2 separate regions of the Mus musculus genome follow, and region 1 is linked to region 2. Evidence: chromatin contacts called from public Hi-C data. All regions are on one chromosome and are shown on one strand. Each heading gives the region's core, a stretch centred on a gene start, on an enhancer-like site or on the middle of the called end of the contact. The rest is flanking DNA. Distances are from core to core; before and after follow the strand shown.

The links. A called contact is a pair of places that touch in the nucleus more often than the background predicts.
Region 1: a contact with region 2 is called in a Hi-C map of CD8 T cells, with 2.9 times the contacts expected there. The contact joins two enhancer-like sites. A contact is called at or near these places in 1 of 39 promoter capture datasets (embryonic stem cells), 1 of 15 datasets of contacts at CTCF or cohesin (CD8 T cells), 17 of 484 Hi-C or Micro-C datasets (CD4 T cells, CD8 T cells, the N1E-115 cell line and 4 more) and 1 of 115 datasets of contacts at active chromatin or transcription factors (memory CD8 T cells).

What each region holds. Positions count from the first base shown.
Region 1 is chr11:113,332,196-113,335,971 of GRCm38.p6, reverse strand. The region is part of intron 6 of Slc39a11 (solute carrier family 39 (metal ion transporter), member 11); the gene reads left to right. Among named protein-coding and RNA genes, the nearest start is that of Gm51926, 6.6 kb to the left of the region's middle. Within about 2 kb of position 1,266, at least 45 of the 459 cell types and tissues checked have an H3K27ac peak or open chromatin away from gene starts, as enhancers often do. A contact at or near this core is called in CD8 T cells and regulatory T cells, where this site is marked.
Region 2 is chr11:113,174,428-113,177,821 of GRCm38.p6, reverse strand. The region is part of intron 1 of 2610035D17Rik (RIKEN cDNA 2610035D17 gene); the gene reads left to right. Among named protein-coding and RNA genes, the nearest start is that of 2610035D17Rik, 26 kb to the left of the region's middle. Within about 2 kb of position 1,476, at least 8 of the 459 cell types and tissues checked have an H3K27ac peak or open chromatin away from gene starts, as enhancers often do. A contact at or near this core is called in CD8 T cells and regulatory T cells, where this site is marked.

The DNA.
Region 1 (3,776 bases), core at 17-2,516, 160 kb before region 2:
TTCCATTGGCATGGGCTGTGGGGCGATTGCATGGAAGTGCCAGGATCGAAGGCATCTGCAGTTACAGTGTTAGCTAAGAATAGAACGTTCCATGGGCTCTTCTGATGCATTCCCAGTCTTTGTTGAGGCTCTCCATATGCTTATGCATAGGGTAGGGTGACGCTTCCATCAGATTCTGGCTCCCAGCCCCTGCCTCCTATTTTTCCATCTACAAGATTATACCCCATGGTCCCTGCTCATGTCCATGTGCTTATAGGGGTGGTATATATGCATAAGTGTGTGTGTGAGGGTGGAGGTACATGTTGGCCGTGGGGACCTTGGCTGTCACTCTTCGGCTGCTGGTGGTCCATCTTGTTTGGAGCAGACTCTCGGGAGCCTGGAGCTTGCTGATTGGCTAGCTCTAGGGATCTTCTGGGCATCTCCTCCCAAATACTGGGGTTATAGATATGTTCTACTGCATCTAGACTTTTAAAGCGTGGGTTCCGAGGGATTGGATCCATGTGCTTTGTTGTCTGAGCCATTTCTCTAACTCAGGAACTTGTGTTTCTTGGGGTGCATGTTAAATGGTCCTGTGACACATAGTGGCTTTTGTAAGACAGAAGAGTGTTTGTGGCCCGTGAGTCTAAGGGCTTCATTCTAGCTGCAAGGGAGGCAGGGTGGGAGCTTTTCTTTAACAGTCCTTGTCCCGCTAAAACTCCATTCCCGGGAAAGGGAGGCAGAACGGCTGAAGCGGGACCCAGTCTCCCATATGCCGATGTTACTAGGATGCACACAGCCAAGTACCTGACAAGCAGCGACTTGAAAGTTTAACCAGCTCTCAGCTTTAAAGGGCAGGGCAGGGAAGGGGGCGAGGGTGAGCACGGGGCTGCTTGCTCACATCTGGACAGATCAGGAAGCAGAGACAAGACAGACAAGACAGGAAGTGAGGCTGGACTATAAACCCCAAAGTCCCGTCCCCACCCTCCACCAGTGACCCACTTCCTCCAGTGAAATTCTACCTCCTAAAGATTTCAAAGCCTCCCAAATCAGCTCCCTGAGCTGGGGATGGGGGGTGGGGTGGGGGTGGGCGTGTTCATATGTGAGAGCACAGGAGCCTGAGAGAGGCATTTGGCATTGGATCCATAACATGAGTTATCTGATAGGGCAGAGGCAACAGAGAGTAGGCAGAACTTGGCTGTTGATTGGCAGGAGGAGCAGGAGAGAAGGGTAATAAATCACTCCTCCCCTCTTCCAGCTTAGGAAACCAACGCTGGTCTCAGGGGAAGCAGGAAGTACTTAATAAAGGAAGTAAAGGAGTGGAGAAGAGGTCTGTGGTTGGGACGCGTTGCTAAGAGCCCCCGAATGCTTCCCTGGGGGAAGTAGTCAGCTCTTGAACTTGGCACACCGCAGGAAGGACCTGGCCAGTGACATGGGGAGAGGCAGCCTGGGCTGGCTTAGTAGAAGGCCTTCCCACACAGCCCTGACTGTGCTCCCTCCTTGGCTGTCTTCATCCACTTAGCATATTATAGCAAACACCATTACATTCCACGCCTCAGGAAAAACAGACACGACTCCTCGCGGCTCCGGAGGCCCAGGTGACCAAGACACGGGAGGCAGCAGATTCAATGTCTGGTTCATGCCTGACATTTTTGCTGTGTCTTCACAGGACGGGAGGGACTGTTGGGTTCCCTTAGGCCACTTTTAGGAAGGTGCTAAACTCATTCCTGAGAGCCCCATGCTCCAATCAAATCACCCCTTAGACCCACCTCTTGATAGCTTCACGGTGGGGCTTAGAATTCCAGGGTGTGAATGTGGAGAGGAGACCACCCATTCAGCCCGCTGCACCGTCCTCCTGACACTCTGTTCCAGCCCCAGGCTGTGTGTGGTCCAACTGAGCTTCTCCCCTTCAATCGAGAAGCCATACCTTCTGATGATGCTCATCTCTGAGTGGCAGCTCTTTGAAGAGCCCTTCTCCTCCCCTAGTCAGCTCCTACACATCCCTTTCCATCCAACTCGAGAGCCACATCCCATCAGGAGAACCTTCATGACAAGGACCACGTCTCACCCGATTTTAGTTCCCAACACAGCGGAACAGAAGGACACAGGGCCCTCCCGAGTCTGAGGGACCTCCTTGGAAGCACAGGGTTTTCTCTGGGAAGAAGAAATGAATGCCGGGTTTAACAAAACAAAAGCTGGCTGCAGTATCCACAGGCAGAGAGGCAGCAGGTGGCAGGTTCTTGTGAAAGGGTCTAGTTACCCTGGTGCTATAGAGTGACACACTGGAGCTCAGCATGCTGCGGGGCGGGTTACACTCATCCCACTGTGAGGTGACCTGCTGTCAGTAGGTGAACAAGGCAAGTTGAGAGGCACCTGCGGACAGAAGACAGTCCTGCCTCACATGTTAGTGGGGAGGATCAAGAGGCACATTAGCGTGGAAGATTAAACGCCAGGTTTGAATCAGTCGGATTGTGTAATATTAGACAAAACAATGATTTTGTCCCTGCAGGGCCAGTGTAGGAGAGCGATGACTCTCAGAAAGGCAGAAAAGACACAGGTTCATTTTGAGACAGTTTTATGAGGCAGGGCATGTGTTGGGGGTGCACAAGATAGGTCAGAATTCATGTAAAGCTTTTCCTTTCTTGTCATGTGGACCATGGTGCCACATAGACACCCAGCTAGAGCTTGTGACCGTGACCCTCACTAGTCCATAGAGGGCTGGGGACGTGTGCAACTTCTTTCTGTAGAAGCTTCACTGACAGTTGAGACACTGGATCGGGGAGGATGCCTACAGTTACTAACGGCGGCATGGCCGCTCCTTCTGTGGTACCCAAGAGGGAAGCCAGTGCCACGATTCTGAGCCAGAACTGCAGCAAGCTTTAAAATACAATACGGGTCAGGATGGACTTTGGTCACGACCACTCCCTGGAATCCCCAGCTGAGTGATGACAAGATATGTGTTATAGGGGCAAAAGCATAAAGCCACTGTATTTTCCCATGTGGCTTTGTTATTTTCCAAGAACTACAACTCCCAGCATTCCAGGAACTTACACGGTCGGTGGGCATGTGGGGCTTATAGGTAAACTTTGGCTCAGACAGTAGGTATGGGCTCTTACAGAAGGTTTATCCTACATATGAGAGAGAAACCAGCCAAAGGCATCTTTCCAGCCTGAACATGGCCGTGAGAGGAAGGGGTGAGGGAGAACGAGAAAGGAAAAGAGAGAGGAAGCAAAGAGAGTCCCTGGGAACCCAGACCAAGAGGACACCGGACACCAAACCAAAGTGGCTGGCTTATGCAGGAATCAGATTAGCTCAGGGGTTGGAGAGATTCAGGGTAGGGGGCAGGGTGAGAAGTGCTGAGAGGAACCAGGGCTCCAACAGGTATTGGCCAATGCCGAGAATCTGGCAGCCAGTGTCTGCCTTGATTTGTTAAATAGACACCTCAGACATAGGTTAATGGAGGAACAATGATATCTTTTTTGTATTTATATTTATATCTTTTGCCAAAGATTAGGACAGTGCTTGCTGTTAACAAATGACAACCATCTTCTTTAAGTCTCTGAGAGAGTGTCGACTCTTGTCTAAATGCCAGACTTTGGGAAAAGGCATGATGTCTTGAGACCTAACGCAGTAGGTGGTACACACTGGTCTCAGATGGTAAAGAGCTTGCTGTGTAAGCCTGAGAATTGGAGTCTGATTCTCCAAAACCCGGGTCAAAAACCTGGGCATGATTGAATGCACTTAACCATCCCAGCCCTGCGGAAGTGGAGGCAGGCTGGTCCCTGGAGCTCACCAGCCCG
Region 2 (3,394 bases), core at 227-2,726:
ATGGGCTGGTCACCAGGGGAGCTGGCCCTGTGTTTGATTCCACACTCCTTACTTCATTGAACACCCAGAACATTCATTGGTCATCTAGGCTCCAACTTTCCTTTGCTTAAATGTCCATTAAAGCAAGAAAACAAAGCCACAACGTGCGCGCGCGCACGCACACACACACACACACACACACACACACCCATCTTTACCCCAGACCTCATGCGTGCTCTGCAGGCTCTCCTTTGCTGCATTCTGTCCCCAGCACTGTTCTGGAGCTGTTGACCTTACTGTCCTGTGAGCGAAATGCTCTCCGTGCAAAGCCTGCCTTCTGATTGGAATCTGGGTACTTCCCTGGCTTGGCTGTCATGTGACCCCATCCTCAGTGGCCTCCGTGACCCCAGGGCAAGGGCAGCCAGCTACAACCCCCAGCCTGCTGTGCTCTGCACCCCTAAGTTGGGGGTGTGTGGCCAGCTGGCTGAATTAAGTAGCTTTTTGATGTTTGGTTTCCATTGTGTTCAGAGGCTGTAAGTTGGTCATACATCGAGGGACACCTGCATGTGGCCGCCTGTCTCTCCCAGCCCTGCAGGCACTGTTGGCTTCAAGACAGTTGTCAGGTCCCCTGCCAGCAAGAGGCTTCTAGATACCAATTGCTGTGACTAGTGAGGCCAGAAGCCTTACGATCTAAAGGAGGGGTCCTGGGTGCCAGAGGGGGTGTTATTATTCAGGGCCCGTGCTTCTTGGATGTGGCCCTCCCTGTTCACGTTTTCCTCTTTTAGGGTCCTCATTAAAAACAAGATTAGAAGTCCCGTTTTACAGCCGTGTTGTTCACAGGAGCAGGTTAACACAACAGAGTCAAACAGTTTCCTTAGCTGGAAAGTGTTCTTTTTACTGAGTTCAAATAAAACTAGACAGTAGCCCTGCGGGCCATGACACGGGCCTCCTCACCACGCTGGGTAGTCAGCCTGGCCTGGCAGTAGCTCCCTGTCCCCTGTACCTGTACCTGTACCTGCTCCCTTACCTGTGGCTTCTTTACAGCCTTTCCAGTCCTCAGGGTCAGCTGTAGTGTCCCCCTGCTGTGGCTCCTGAGACCGAGCCCTTGCCCGGAGACAAAGGTCCCCCAGGACTGGCTGAAGTGTCCCACCTGGTGCTCAGTGCTGGGACCACGATGCTTGGTTGATCACGGCATGAGTGCTCTGAGCACGAGTTCTGCTTGGTCAGTCTCAGAACGGCTGCAGTGTTGGTCTTTGGTTGGTCTTTGTATGGCATGTTCTCTGGAGCAAAGCACATGGTTCTTTATATTTTGTCTCTGTTCATTGGGACTTGCATGGGCTGTGACAGACCTATTCTTGCGGTTGACACGGTGCCACCCTCTGCTAGGGAGTCATTTTGGGCAGGTTGTTTTTTGACAAGAGACTCTATGAAATAAAAAGTAAATTTAAGTCCAGGGCATCCAGACTGTTGGGGTATGGCGCCCTCTAGTGTCCAGGTAGCATCATCACAATTGCATCTCTAAATCTACCCGTTTTCTGCTGTACTGAAAATCCGGCCCTTCCCTTTCTCACTGGGGTTGAACAGTGCTTTAGAAAAGTCTGGTGCACACCTTTAATCCCAGCACTCGGGAGGCAGAGGCAGGTGGATTTCTGAGTTCGAGGCCAGCCTGGTCTACAAAGTGAGTTCCAGGACAGCCAGGGCTATACAGAGAGACCCTGTCTCGAAAAGCCCCCCCCCCCCAAAAGTCTCAGACTATTAAGTATATCGAAGAAGGGGCCTTTGGGTGCTAACGTTCAGTATGTGCCCCCCACCCATACCCACGCGCAAATGGTGACTTCTCCGCTGTGTTATTTCTGCAGGACTGGCCTGGTGGCAGGGACGTCAGCCTTGCCTAGGTGGGTGGGAGAGGGTTATGGCTTCCCTGATCCAGGAACTCTGCCTCCCAGCATTCTGCTTGCAAGTCAGTGTGGACTCCCTGTGGAGCCAGGGATGGGACCTAAAGCACGCGGGAGATAAATGCTTGGCCACCGAGTCCACCGAGTCCCCATCTATGGACAAAGGGAGTCTGGGAATGTTGCAAAGAGATGTGTGTAAGAAAATGTTTGCTATGTGGGTGATTGGCATACGTAGGAGCAAGTAGAGCATATGGTACATGTCTGACTCCTCTTTGCGGGCCTCCAGGAACCTGCTGATTGGTCACTCCAGCAGCTGGATGTGAGTCTACATCCTGAGGCTTGCAGCTAGGATATCTGGGACCTTTTATCCTGTTAAGTTTTGTACTTCCACACGTGGAGCCCATTCAGGGCCAGGGCCAGGGCCAGGTCATCCAGACTCTTGGGGTATGGCGCCCTCTAGTGTCCAGGTAGCATCATTACAAATGCATCTCTAAATCTACCAGTTTTCTGCTGTATTGAAAATCCTGCCCTTCCCTGTCTCACGGGGGTTGGACAGTGCTTAGTAAAGTCTCAGACTGTTAAGTATATCTATGCCTCCTCTCATACCGGAGGTGTTAAAGGCAGTTTTCAAACAATGTTATATTTATGAGCAAGAATAAGGGCAGGAGTGGCTGCCCTTATCTATCAAGGATGGCTGTGAGTTTAAGCTCAGTTGTAAAACACTTGCCTAGGATCTGTGCAGTGCAAAGTTTTATCCTCGGAACAAACCAATCATTAATCAATAAGTCAATCAAATAACAAATCAAGAAAGAAAAACTAAGATAAAGCCACTGAAAGAGCTAGGGTAAAATACTTGGCCACAGCCTTTGCCGTGGCTGGGCTGACCAGAATACAATTTAGTATCCTCTAGAAAATTCTTGATCTATCTTTAGATAAAAGATTCACGTACCCATCACTGCTTTAGATGGCCATGTGGGGATCCTGAGTGTCAGACATCATCACTAAGAACTGTGGTATACAGGGAACACATTGGTGGCTGTTGGGGGTGGTGGTAGATGCCTTTGGAAAACCTTGAAGCTTAGACCCCACTTGGTGTCATCTCAGTCAGTTGGAGGGGATTGGCTCCGCCCACCTCTGAGCTTTGGGCTCAATAGCTGTGGTGCTGGGCCCAGAACCTGGTGTTTATGGAAGCCCCTCCTCCACCCCACCCCCACTGTGGTAGTCCCGGTGGCCTCGGAACCCCACTGGTCTAGGTAAGGGAGGTGGAAGTCTCTCCTTTCGCTTCCCTCTATGAACGAGAGGTTGGCAGCAGGCTTGTCAGCAGTAGGCTTGTGGGGACCTGTGACGAGTGTCGCACACATTAGGAGGACCATCCTGTTTTCCAGATCGCTGGAGTGCAGATGTCTTTTGCTGCTGAATGGCAAAGGCTGGCATCCTCATGAGAAAACCAACCCCGGCCTTGGCCAGGGAACTCCATAGCTTTGCTCTGCCCCAGCATGACTGTCCTCAATAGACAGCTG